2 separate regions of the Mus musculus genome follow, and region 2 is linked to region 1. The links are chromatin contacts, called in public HiChIP or PLAC-seq maps. All regions are on one chromosome and are shown on one strand. Each heading gives the region's core, a stretch centred on a gene start, on an enhancer-like site or on the middle of the called end of the contact. The rest is flanking DNA. Distances are from core to core; before and after follow the strand shown. Region 1 has its middle 46 kb from the start of Npsr1. Region 2 has its middle 8.8 kb from the start of Dpy19l1.

Region 1 (3,162 bases), core at 177-2,676:
AGATTTTGTTATACATGCTGCTACTGGACTCCAGGCGAAGTCCATGCTTCACGCTGCTGCTGGATATTATGGGTAAGGAAGTTTCTTTTGCAGTGATGTAGATGAGTGCAGATTCATAACTAAGAATCAGAGACATCAAAGGCTTCTATTACACAAAAAGAAAAGAGAAGAGAAGAGAAGAGAAGAGAAGAGAAGAGAAGAGAAGAGAAGAGAAGAGAGAGAAGAGAAAGAAGAGAAGAGAAGAGAAGAGAAAGAAGAGAAGAGAAGAGAAGAGAAGAGAAGAGAAGAGAAGAAAGAGAAGAGAAGAGAAAGAAGAGAAGAGAAGAGAAGAGAAGAGAAGAGAAGAGAAGAGAAGAAAGAGAAGAGAAGAGAAAGAAGAGAAGAGAAGAGAAGAGAAGAGAAGAGAAAGAAGAGAAGAGAAGAGAAGAGAAGAGAAGAGAAGAGAAGAGAAGAGAAGAGAAAGAAGAGAAGAGAAGAGAAGAGAAGAGAAGAGAAGAGAAAGAAGAGAAGAGAAGAGAAGAGAAGAGAAGAGAAGAGAGAGAAAAGAAAAGGAAAGAAAAGAGAAAAGAAAAAGTTTAAAAGGAAGCCATTGAAGAGAGTCCTTAAAATCATGATAGGGATGGAGACATGTAGCTCTTCACAGTTGTTGGCTTCTGGAGAGGTGTGGAGAATGACTCGGTTTTTTTTAAGGGGCTGGCCACTGGGATTTTGACCATGCTCCAGTTAGTATATGGGCAACACAATTTGGACTTGCTGTATTTAAGGGGTGTCAAAGGTAGGAGAGTGGACTAAGGAGGAATGGGAAGCAAGTGTGATTGAGGTGCATTTTGTGAAATTCCTAGATAATAATAATATCATGTTGGAAAAATGTCTACAGAAATACTGTTTACATGTTAAATATGAGCCTTAAATATTAAAAAAAAGTCAACGGAAACAAGGAGAAATAAAAGCAGTTAATTTCAGTAATAAATCTACTTATCCAAAATTTTAAAATATTTAGATAATAACATAAAAATCTTAAAGAAACTTTTTATATTAGATTTCCATAACAAGCTTTAAATGTGTATTATATACTCAAAACACTCAATTTGAGTGGGGTATCTTTTTCTTTAGAGTTATTGTTCTTGAGGTAGGAAGACCTTCAGTTGCAATGACAGTGTGGAGTATCAACATTACTCTCCAAGGACTTGGTGTCAAGACATTGGTGACTAAATTGCAGGTACTGAGGGAACATAGCTGCAGCCTACTCTTGGACCAATAGTTGGTGAAGAGCAACCCTCAGCAGAGCATTGCTTAGCAAGAGACCACATGATTACATATCACAGAGAATCAAAGGTCTTTCCCTTTTCTCCAAGCTAAACAACCTCCTGTTTGCTGTAAATAGGAACTTGGTTTGGCAGAACATGCTGTTAAGTCAATAATAGAAATGTCTCTTGCTTCACTCTAGATGGAGTGGAGTGATTTACCTCTGCTGGGCATGTAGGCAAAGTCTACTCTGTCCCCTAAGAAATAAAAAAAAAAAAGTCATCAATAGAGATTAGGCATTAAGGAGATCCACATGAAGTAATACATATCTGAACCTAAAAGATAGGGAAGGGCAGCTATTAGAAAAGTTGTGGGAAAAATATGCTCCAGACAGAGAAAGGTTGGGAGGTGAGCCTGAAGTGTAGAAACACAGATCGTGTGCTCTCAAAACAGCAAGAAGCTCAGGAAAGGTAATTAGGAGGAAAAGCTGTTGAAGTTAAAGGAGAATGTTGGAGTAGAAACAGGTCCTGTGTGCTTACAGATACATTAGAAAGCTGAGGCTTTTCCAATGGGGGCCCTGTGTTCCATCCAATAGATGACTGTGAACAAAGTACCCAAGGAGCTAAAGGTGTCTGCAACCCTATAGGAGGAACAACAATATGAACTAACCAGTACCCCCAGAGCTCATGTCTCTAACTGCATATGTAGCAGAAGATGGCCTAGTAGGACATCATCGGGAGGAGAGGCCCTTTGTCTTGCGAAGATTATATGCCCCAGTACAAGGGAATGGCTGGGCCAGGAAGCAGGAGTGAGTGGGTTGGGGAGCAGGGGAGGGTATAGGGGACTTTTTGGATAGCATTTGAAATGTAAATGAATAAAATATCTAATTTTAAAAAAAAGAGAGAAAGCTGAGGCTTTTCTCAAAGTGCAGTGGGATGATATATGCATTTGAAGAATGGACACTGTGACCTTGCTTCTGAGGAAAATGCTCACTCCAGCCTCTGTGCAGAGGGGTGAGGGGTAGGAAGGATCAGGAGTGGAAGACTAAGTGCGGCCTGCTTACTGTTTTGAGATCAGTTTTGAAGGTAAAACCCACAGTACTCAGGGTTGCATTCAGTATGTGGAGGTTTAAAAAAAACAATTGAATCTCTTTGCATTTGCCAAATAAGGCAGAAAAATGATGAAGTTAAAACATGAAAATAGGTTACTTTTAGAGGTAATTTGCTAATGTGTTTTATGATCTTCAAATAATAAGCCCATCTTTCTTTTATTTAAAAGAAAATTAAATGGAAAGAAAAAACAAATTATAAAGCTGAATGCAAGCAGAAGTGAACTTTCACACACATACACCTATTTATTTATATATTTAATTAATAACAACAGTTCATGAAAAGAGCTATTTCAAGCAAATTGTGAATCATAACTCTGGCTGTCCAGTGGAAATGTCTCATGCAGCATTTGGATATTGAGTGCCTCCAAATGTCTGAATGGCAAAGGTTTGGTCTCTAATTCCAGGCTGCCTAACCAACTTTTTTGGAGATGGAGCCATTAAGAATTCCTTACATCATGAGGATATGCTTTTTGAGAGATTGTGGGACCTCTGTCTCCTTGTCTTCATTCTCTATCAGCTGGTGTGGTGAGTGGCTTTACTATTCCACACTCTATCATAATATGCTGTCTCATCACAAGTCCAAAATCAGAACCCACTGATCGTGGACTAGACATTCTCGGTTGATTTTCCCTTTAATGAATATGAAGGGTCCTTCCTCATCACACTTGATAACTTTTGGTTGAAAGTCTATTTTATTAGATATTGGATGGCAGTTCCAACTTGTTTCCTGGGAACATTTGCTTAGGAGATCTTTTTCCATCCTTTTACTCTGAGATAGTGTCTGTCTTTATTATTGAGGTATGTAT
Region 2 (3,162 bases), core at 304-2,803, 460 kb after region 1:
GTGTTAGTAGCCTCCACATTATCAGCTTCATAGGAACACGTCTCCATCTGCCCTGGAATCTGATCACTCACTTTCTAAGGTCCTCTCCTCCACAGCATCTGATCACTTATTTCCCATGGTCTTCTCCTCCATGGCATCTTGTGGTTCTCTTCTCTACCACACTTGGTCACTCACTTCCTGTGGTCCCTCTGAACCACCCTCCCAGGATTTGAGATTCCTTTGTCTGCTTTTATTTTGTTCTCCTTTGAAAGTACATCTTGCTTACAAATACTCATTTCCCCAGGATTTGAAAGCTTCCTCTTCTCTTTTTTATGCCATTTTCCCCAGGCAATGTTCTGACTTTGTATTAGCAACATATGTTGACAGTGAAGTGTGTTGCAGAGGGCAGCTGTTTGCATAATGGCAGCCAGGTCATGGGAGAAAGGAGAGCCACTCAGGCCTGCAGCCCATGGGATCAGGCTAACAGACACTCTGGATATGTTTCCCCCTCAATTAATCTTTCTGTAAACACCCACACAAAACACCCTAACATGTACCTCAGTTTACTAGGGGATTCTAAATCTACTCATACTGACAATTAAGCTTAATAATCACATTCTTTGCTACACATATCTAAACCTATGCCCTCAATTCCCCTCTCTGACTTGCAGAGCCAAATACATCACTGCCCACTCAATACTTGTACTAGAACTTCCCCTGGTGCCGCAAATGCCCAAATCACAACCCATGTTTTCTCTAGTGTCTTCACCTGAGCATGTAAGCATTCCCCCAATCCAGGAAGTTATTCTTCCGTTTTGTAATTCCTCAAATTGATCAATCTATAATCCTAGGCATCTGGCCCATCAACATCTGTCATTTCTCTCCTATAATCTATCAAAACCTTCAAACACATCCAAAGTGGTCTCTGCATCTTCTCTGACTACCCTTCAATCTTCTGCATCATGTTTCCTAGCAACCAAGTTACTTCCTGGGCACAAAGTATACACTTTTGCTCTATCCTGCCTTCCACTGAAGTATACTCCCTTACCATAGGCCGACAGTAACACAACTAGCCAATCATGGACTGCAATCACTCAAACCATAAGCCAAAATGAATATTTCTCTTAAAAAGTTGGCTATCTTGGGCATTTGTTGTAATAATCTTACCAGTAATGAACAGTGCATATCTGTTTCGTAAGCATATGAGGTCTTGTTTGGCTGAAATCTGATACAGATTTGGAGTGAGTAGGCCACGACTGATGAAAGTTCTCCCACCTGAAACATTCACTATTCATTTCAAAATAGTCATTATTTTTAAGTAATCTAGCAGATATATTTTAAAGTTAAGGTGTTTAGAGATTTAGTAATTTTGCTTACTAAACAAGTATCCAGTTAAAGTAAGCTTGTGTGAGAGATACTGTTTTTCTGTCAGTTAACTAAATATGAAGGGGCAGCTGCAGATGATTCACTTCTACCTCCAGATGACCCAATCAACATACACACTGCTCAGTGAGGGAACACTTTGCTTTGCCTGCCAAGAAGCTCTGACTAAGTTTTGTAGCAAACAACAGGGAAGGGGAGAGTAGTGTGGAAGAGAACTGGTCTATTGAGAAGAGAACTCACTGCATCTACTATTGACGTCTGTCCCTGACCTGTGGCTATTGTGCATTGGAAATCAATGCTACTTCAGAAGATCCAAAGTACAAAGTATGGTGAAATCATGTGCTACTGGCCTTGACCTTGCTTGTGGAGCAGTAAAAAAAAAAACCATCGTAGGTTCCAACAGTCTTGGGAGTAATACTTTGTGTGACCTCTGAGCAGTCGTGAGAGGAACAGAAACCACCATTGCTACTGCTGTGAGACAAAATGAGCATTCAGACAGGGGACAGCAGTGTGTTCTTACAGTACAGTCAACAAAAGAAGCAGATGGGCCTAGATTCTATCCTTGGCCCTGGAACTGCACATGCTACAGGCTTCCAGCCATGCTTGAGGGCTATATGGTGGTGTCGGTGAGATGTCTGGAGATGAACACAGTAACTTAACTACACTTACAGCCCAGTGTCCTTCCAGACTCTTCTGAACTTCCTCCAGTTCTCAATTGCTTCAAGTGTGAAAGTCAGAGAAAGTCAAGTGGAGCCGCTGGATTCCTCTGATCGGATGGTACAGTGGTCTTTCCTGGTGATAGTTGAGTGTTGTGTCTTGCTTGGTGATACCAAGTTTATTTGCAGCTGCATCTAAAACAGTGTTGTGGGAAAGCTGACACACACACTGATCTGTGGTTCCCTTTGCATCTTGTTGTAGCTCTGAAATACACACAGACCTAAGTTTGTTCTCCTTTCTTCTCTCCCATGATGGAATATATACAACCAGGCCTCTAAGAAGTTACCTACAGGGTACTTTCAGTATTCTCTTCAAAGTTGAACCTTCAGTATTATTTTCTCCATGGGAGTCAAGTGTGCAAGGAGAGACTGAAGGAACCAGCCCTGGGGAGCACGCCAGACAGTCAGGGCAGACCCATCCACTGCTATGAAGCCCAGTCAAGCTGTAGAGGCTATGCAGGGAGATGATGAAACTTCCAAGAGTGAGAGGCCCAGTCTGCACATCTGTTTTCCTCATTGAACACTATAGGGATCTGACTGCATTGCTTTCGCTGGCCATGTTTGCCAGCTGTATGTGTTCTCAAAGCCCCTGACTCTATAAGATCGTTGGGAGAAAGATTCCAAGGAAAGGTAAGGAGGACAGAGAGCCCTGACAAGGACAGTAAAGGCAAAGAACACAGGCAGATAGAGAGGAGGAAGGGAGCCAGTTAGTGAGGATCAGTTCACTGGAAACTGGAACAGAGGTAACACAACTGTTTGGAGTCTCTCCCACAGCTAGTGTAGTGCCTCAAAGAAACTACCCTGGAGCCCCGTGACAAGCCACCTGCTGCAATCAGGCTGCTACCTCGCCTGTCTGCTCCAACTACAGTACAGAGTTACTCATCACAGTAAAGGCGAGTTTGCTCTTCCCACCCAAAGGCAGACTGGTCAGACAGCAGGGCAAAAGCAAGGGGGAAACCTCAGTGTTCTAAATGGGAACACTCAAAGGTACTGGCACTGTTTCAGTCCTTGCCAAACATGAGCATGTGTAATTCTCACTGCATTGTGCAAGGTGCGTGCTGTCATTCCCAGTATCGTAGCAGAA

Evidence for each region. HiChIP or PLAC-seq counts read pairs in DNA pulled down with a chosen protein or histone mark.
Region 2: an H3K27ac HiChIP or PLAC-seq map of hepatocytes shows a contact between it and region 1, with 5 times the contacts expected there. The contact joins two enhancer-like sites. A contact is called at or near these places in 3 of 39 promoter capture datasets (the 3T3-L1 cell line and liver), 2 of 484 Hi-C or Micro-C datasets (both in liver) and 4 of 115 datasets of contacts at active chromatin or transcription factors (bone marrow-derived macrophages, embryonic forebrain, embryonic stem cells and 1 more).

What each region holds. Positions count from the first base shown.
Region 1 is chr9:24,050,350-24,053,511 of GRCm38.p6, forward strand. No RefSeq gene overlaps it. Among named protein-coding and RNA genes, the nearest start is that of Npsr1, 46 kb to the right of the region's middle. Within about 2 kb of position 1,427, at least 2 of the 459 cell types and tissues checked have an H3K27ac peak or open chromatin away from gene starts, as enhancers often do. A contact at or near this core is called in hepatocytes, where this site is marked.
Region 2 is chr9:24,510,393-24,513,554 of GRCm38.p6, forward strand. No RefSeq gene overlaps it. Among named protein-coding and RNA genes, the nearest start is that of Dpy19l1, 8.8 kb to the left of the region's middle. Within about 2 kb of position 1,554, at least 38 of the 459 cell types and tissues checked have an H3K27ac peak or open chromatin away from gene starts, as enhancers often do. A contact at or near this core is called in hepatocytes, where this site is marked.